2 separate regions of the Mus musculus genome follow, and region 2 is linked to region 1. Evidence: chromatin contacts called from public Hi-C data. All regions are on one chromosome and are shown on one strand. Each heading gives the region's core, a stretch centred on a gene start, on an enhancer-like site or on the middle of the called end of the contact. The rest is flanking DNA. Distances are from core to core; before and after follow the strand shown.

What was found. A called contact is a pair of places that touch in the nucleus more often than the background predicts.
Region 2: a Hi-C map of short-term hematopoietic stem cells shows a contact between it and region 1, with 4 times the contacts expected there. The contact joins two enhancer-like sites.

The regions. Positions count from the first base shown.
Region 1 is chr14:36,315,032-36,318,166 of GRCm38.p6, reverse strand. No RefSeq gene overlaps it. Among named protein-coding and RNA genes, the nearest start is that of 4930474N05Rik, 220 kb to the right of the region's middle. Within about 2 kb of position 1,581, at least 94 of the 459 cell types and tissues checked have an H3K27ac peak or open chromatin away from gene starts, as enhancers often do. A contact at or near this core is called in short-term hematopoietic stem cells, where this site is marked.
Region 2 is chr14:36,616,537-36,619,671 of GRCm38.p6, reverse strand. It overlaps the pseudogene Gm17940. Among named protein-coding and RNA genes, the nearest start is that of Gm25204, 150 kb to the left of the region's middle. Within about 2 kb of position 1,486, at least 15 of the 459 cell types and tissues checked have an H3K27ac peak or open chromatin away from gene starts, as enhancers often do. A contact at or near this core is called in short-term hematopoietic stem cells, where this site is marked.

The sequences.
Region 1 (3,135 bases), core at 332-2,831:
TGACCTCAATGATGGGGAATATCTAACCATAGATTAGTTAGAGTCCAAATAGAAGACTAGTCACTTCCACTGAATTATTAGGTTGATAAGATAGGCTCTATCACAGTTTGGTAAATCATACAACCCTTGGTCAAGGAAGGTTCCTGATACTTTGTTATTATACCATTCAAAACCTGGATCCAAAATCCAAGAAGACTGTGGGGTTAGGATATAAAACTCAAAGAGTGAGTACTCGAAAACTTTGACTGTTACAGTTTGGGGACAGTTGTTGCATGAGACTCACACTCCATATGATTAACTCTAGGCAAGTAGGGAATATTAAGATGTGGAAATCTAAAACTAGATGTTGGGAACTGAAGCTATTCCAGAACAGGTACAGGGGTTAGCAATCTCAGCCAATTCAGCAGGATTTTAGACCAAGTTTTAATTGTGATGGAACCCTGAAGGTTAGAGGACAGGAAATAAATGAATAGAATTAAATTCACTGTTTGGAAATGGTAGTGGCCATCTGGCACTTGTGTAGTTGTCTATGGATTAAAGTCACATTGCAAAAATCAAAGCCACTGATTAAACTTCTTATATGCCTCAGATATGATAAGAACATGGCATGTTCGCTTTCTACCGCATAAAACCTTATTCATGCTGAATGACAGGACATACATCTTTTACCATATCCTCCTACTCACAGAGGGGAACATGCTTTGACACATACTGTGAAGAGAAACCACTGTCAAAACCAGTCATTTCTTTTCTTCCTGGTATTCTCCTTAAATCTGCCTCCCACTATCTTCATCTCTAGAAAATGCTCAGTCCTAATTTACTTTGTCATTCTCCTTCAAAACTCTTCTCTCTGTCTTTTCTCTTTCAAACCTCCCAGTATGGTTGCTATATATTGCTTCTTTAAAAGAGATACATGACACAACCAAGCCCTGATACTCCAAGAAGAAAAGATGAGAGGACCCTGTGTCCTCTTATTGTGTGGAAGCCTTATTATTTCACATACACACACTCAAAGATCTGACTTTGCTCTAAAAGCTAGTATGGAATATATTCTTCAGATTCTATCTACCCAATTGAAGGTCTTCTTTCTAAGTGTTCTTATTGCTTTATAATGGGGTTTAAATAGCTTTGTTAAATGTCATGTGTCCAAATTTGTAGTTTACACTTGACATTTGGCTTCTGGTTTAACGGTTAATGTTAACATAAAAGAGATGATGATCTATGTTGTACTGTGTGGTTTACTGCCTCTTCCTCATTTCAACTTCCTCTAACAGTATGAGTAACCCCTACATCATTGTGGTGAGTGAGTTAAGAATGACGAAAGAATATACAATGTTATAGTCTGTGCTTAATAACATAGTGGAATACATATTCTTTTTTGTAAAAATAAAATGCTGTTTTAGTTACTTTTTTCATCTCCAAGACAACATATAAAACAGAAGCAACTTAAGGATGATGGGTATATTTTAGCTAAGAGTTTCCTGAACTTTCAGTTTTTTATTGTGGGGAAAGTACTATGACACAGCATGAGGTTACCTGTCATATTGCAGTGGCTGATGAGAAAGCAGATAACACAGGATAGAACATGAAATAGATATAAGTCCTGCCTCTAATGACCTAATTCCATTACCATGGTCCGATATCTAGAAGTGTCTACTCCCATCCCTACGAATATCATAAGATGTGTACCAAGTGTTTAAACATAAAAGTCAATAAATGCTATTTCTCAACCAAATAATAATATACTTGTGTGTGTGTGTGTGTGTGTGTGTGTGTGTGTGTGTGTGTGTACCTGCACATTTGAGTTGAATACATACACAAACCATGGCAGGTATAAGTAGGTCAGCAGCAACTTGGGGTGGTTTGTCTTCACATTCCTTCTTGTTTGAGAAAGAGTCTCTTATTGCTTTTTACTGAAAACATTAGACTGACTGATCTACAAGCTTACAAGGATTCCCCTGTCTCTACTTTTCATTTCAGTTTAAGAACTGGGATTACAGATGTGTAAAATCACATCTGGCTTTCTGTGGGCTTGAGGATCTAAACTCAGGACCTCACACTTACATGACAGGAACTTTACCAAGTCATGTCCCTGACCTACATATAGTTTCATTACATATTCTGAAAAATGCTTTTCAGAGTAATGTGATCCAGAGGAAAATACTCTTTCGTTTTTTCCTACAACACTACAATAATGGATGTTATATTATTTTAAAACATATTCACTGAACCTTTTACAGAAATTTATGTAGAAATCATTTCAGTAATATAAGATCCTACATATGGATAACACTAACAAATACAGTGGGGAAAAGAGAAGTGGAGGAGCATGAGGAGCATGAGGAGGATGGGGAGAAGAAGGAACAGGAAAAGGAGGAGGAGGCAGAGAAGTAGAAGATGACACCACGTTGGGAGAGAGGTGTAGGGGTGAGTATCTGCAAAGAACTGATACAAGGGTGGTTATAGATACAATCTAGATACACTTATGCATGTCTAAATTTACCAAAGAATGAATATTAACACCACCCTTGCATTTTCATGAAACTTGATCAGAAGTCAGGAAAAGTGACAAGGAAATTATAGCAACCAACAGATTGGGAACAAATCTTTACCATCCTATATCCATAGAGGGCTAATATCATATATATATATGATATATATCAAGAAGTTAGACTCCAGAGAATCAAATAACCTTATTAAAAATGGGATACAGAGCTAAACAAAGAATTCTCAACTGAGGAATGTTGAATGGCCAAGAAGCACCTAAAGAACGTTCAATGTCCTTGTTCATTAGGGAAATGCAAATCAAAACAACCCAGATGTCCCATATCACACCAGTCAGAATGGCTAAGATCAAAAACACAGGTGACAGCAGATGCTGGCAAGGGTGTGGAGAAAGAGTAACACTCCTCCATTGCTGGTGGGATTGCAAGCTGGTACAACCACTCTGGATATCAATCTGGAGGTTCCTCAAAAAATTGGACATAGCACTACCTGAGGACACAACTATACTACTCCTGGCCATGTACCAAGATGATGCTCTAACATGTAATAAGGGCATATGCTCCACTATGTTCATAGTAGTTATAATTATAATAGCCAAAAACTGGAAAGAACCCAGATGTCCCTCAACAG
Region 2 (3,135 bases), core at 237-2,736, 300 kb before region 1:
CTATATTTTCCAAGTTTCATCAGTTTTCATCAAAATAAAATTATTCCTGTAACCTGATTTTGTGTCTGCAAATTCTGTCACATTTATGGTCAAATACTGCAGAGCTTCTTTGTGCTCCTTCCCCACATGTGTAGATACTTGGGAATGCTTGAAAAATGTTGTTACCCCAAAATATGGAATTTTGATGATAAATTCTGCTCTACTTTCAAATTTTCCTCATTGGCTTGTTCATTGAGTCTATTTATATTGTACTTTGTAAATTTGTTCAAGTGCTTCTTAATGTTTTTATTCTTCTCCTTTTGCCAGACCAGGAGAGGCCAATCAGCTTTGCAGCAGGAACTTGTCTGGGTTTCTTAGGCTAGGACAGGAGTGCAGATTGCCAGTTCAGGGCCATTGCAGGAGGGGAGTGTCTAGAAGCTAGAAGTCAGAGCTCCCTCCTGCATGCTCACACCGGTTTGATGCATGTTCAAATGTAACTATTTTTATTGTTTAGAATACATTTTCTGTAACTTCAGAGAGGTAGACCTAGGGAATTCTTCAAATTAATTCAAGTGGAAGCAAAGTGTTAACTGAAACCCATCGCCTCTAACTTGACTAAACCTCTTTCTCAGACAGGCTTCAATGTGAAGAAGACCATTGTTGGGCTCCTACCCTTGCACAGAGTTACTCCTGCTGCCACTCTGGCATTCATGTCTCATCTGTCTCCTACCAACTAATTACAGATGGATGGCATAGAACCCCAAAATGACAGTCTTGTTGATCAGGTCCTTGTAATACCCTCCGATGTGTAGTTGTCTGAACTACTGTCAGAGGTAAAGCTCTGTCTGCTGGGTTTCACTTTATCACTTATAACCATGAAGAAGCCCTAAAATGTGGGTAACAATTGCTTTCACAAAACTTAGTAAACTTCACCTAAAATTTTATGTATTTCTTGGTTCACCTTCTTATCACACAAGACCATGCACACAATCTGTAATACACAGCTTCTCTGGATTTTCTTTCTTCTCCTTTTTTTTTAAGTTTCTATATAGATAAGGATACTTTGTGAGTGAAATAGACTCCACCTAAGCCAATCTAGGTTAAACACAAGTGAGTGTGGGATTTGATAGTTTTGGAGTGCAAAGTTAAAGAGTAGAGTTGGCTCAGGAAGGAAGTGACTCAAAATTACCAAAATACCATTAGGGAAATGATCACAGCACAAAAACTATGAGGAAACCAAGTTTTCTCCTGTGTTCTATGTTGCCTGTGGATTTAAAAAAAAAAAAAAAAAAAAAAAAAAACCTCCCTCAGATGGCTTGCCTCTGGGTTTTTCTCAGGCAGGTGTTTTCTACATTTAGGCAAGATGGTTCTAAAAGTTGGACTTATAACTGACTAGCCCGATGCACAGGCAGCAGAAATTCTCTTTTCAAACCCTCCTGGGGATCCCTAAAGCTTGATCTGGAAAATGCTCAGCTGGGTTACCAGGCTTGCTCTGACCCCTGATATGAATCAGCCACATGCGGACTCATGCTTTGATCAGAGAATGTGCTTGGGCTCACTAAGACATGTTCGGTCAGAGGGAGAAAGTTTGAGGGAAAATGAGCTCCGATACTAAAAGAAATGGAAATAATTGTAGACAGAAAAACAAACAACATATCTAATGGTTCGATTTATTTGTCTTTTGCAATATTGGGGGTCATGGGTCACTAGTCTGTTTTTGTTTGTTTGTTTTTAAGGTGTATTTTTTTTTCTCCCATAATGGAAACCTTGTACCTCCTCTGAGAAATGATACACATTCAGAATGAGAAATTCTAGGCTGAAGGATTCTTCCTGCCTTTTCAGAGTTTTCCCATGGCTCTTGCCATCCACAAGGATTCTTGAAGCTAGTGGTGGGAAGCTTCCTATGTCAGAGCACTGGATCCTCTCCATTAGGTACGGAATAGGCTTCTTTTATGCCTTACCAATGGATTTTGAGAAGACTTTAATTCTACTTCTAATGTCTAACTGTTCTGTTTAAATAATTACTGGTAGATGTTTCAATATAAAATGAGTACATACTCATTAAAATATTTGGAAAATGTAGGAAGTTAGGAGGCAGAAATAGCATTGGTAATCTTATATTCCCAAACAACTGCTGCTGATCCGTGTTTCAGAGCACTACCATCCTACAATTTCATTATGAATGGCTTTTAAATATTTTTGTTTGCTTTGCATAGCAGTAATCATGCTGTATACACAATTTTGTATCCCTAAGTATAAAATTATAATGATAACATAGCAGAAGCTTTCCCCTGTGTTATTATAAGCAGTTCCTAAATATCCATTGTGAACAGTTCCATTGATTGAATCATTTCCTTCCTATTGGACACTCAGGTTATTTACAGTGTTTGAATAATGCCGTGATGAACACTTTTATAAGTGAAACACTCCCTACATGGGAGAATATTTTCTGCTTAGTGTAGATTGTATGGAAATAGGGCATGTGTTCATGTATGTATGCTGCCCTTTCTAATAGCTGCAAGACACAGTACAAATAAGAAAGCAATATCCTTTTCCATCAGAAATTGTACTGTCTTATGCAGGAGAGTTGTTTCTCAAATGATACCTCTTTCCTGCACGATGAATGGTTCATCTTGGAGTGGTATAAAACACAACTTCTATATCTCCAAAATGAACAATCTTTCTAAGGTTCCAAAATTTCTCCCCTGCGTTGTATGTGTATTCAATCTTTTTAATAATATTATATGAGTTACACCAATCAGCTTATTCAGAATGTAGTTTTTTTTTATTCTGATTTTATTAGGGAGGTGGTACTCATTTTTTAATCTACTTATAGATAAGTAGATATTTAGATAGCAAATGAGGTTTTGAATTATCATTTTTATTTGTTTCTCCAAAGAACAACAACAATTGTCTTTGTTGACTGCAGATAGCCTTTTCAGTTTTTCCAACAGAGAATGTTAAACAGATATTAAATAAAGCTGCCAGATTTGGCTTTTAGATAGGCAGAAGGTATTTTTTGGCACATCTCCAAGATTTATGCTTTCAGTTTCTGGCTGGACACATGCAATTGGATCATTCTGTTTCCAACCCTCCCCTTAACAATAGATACATCTCGTTGTTGTTGTTCTTTTCTGTGTCATGATGGATGTCTGT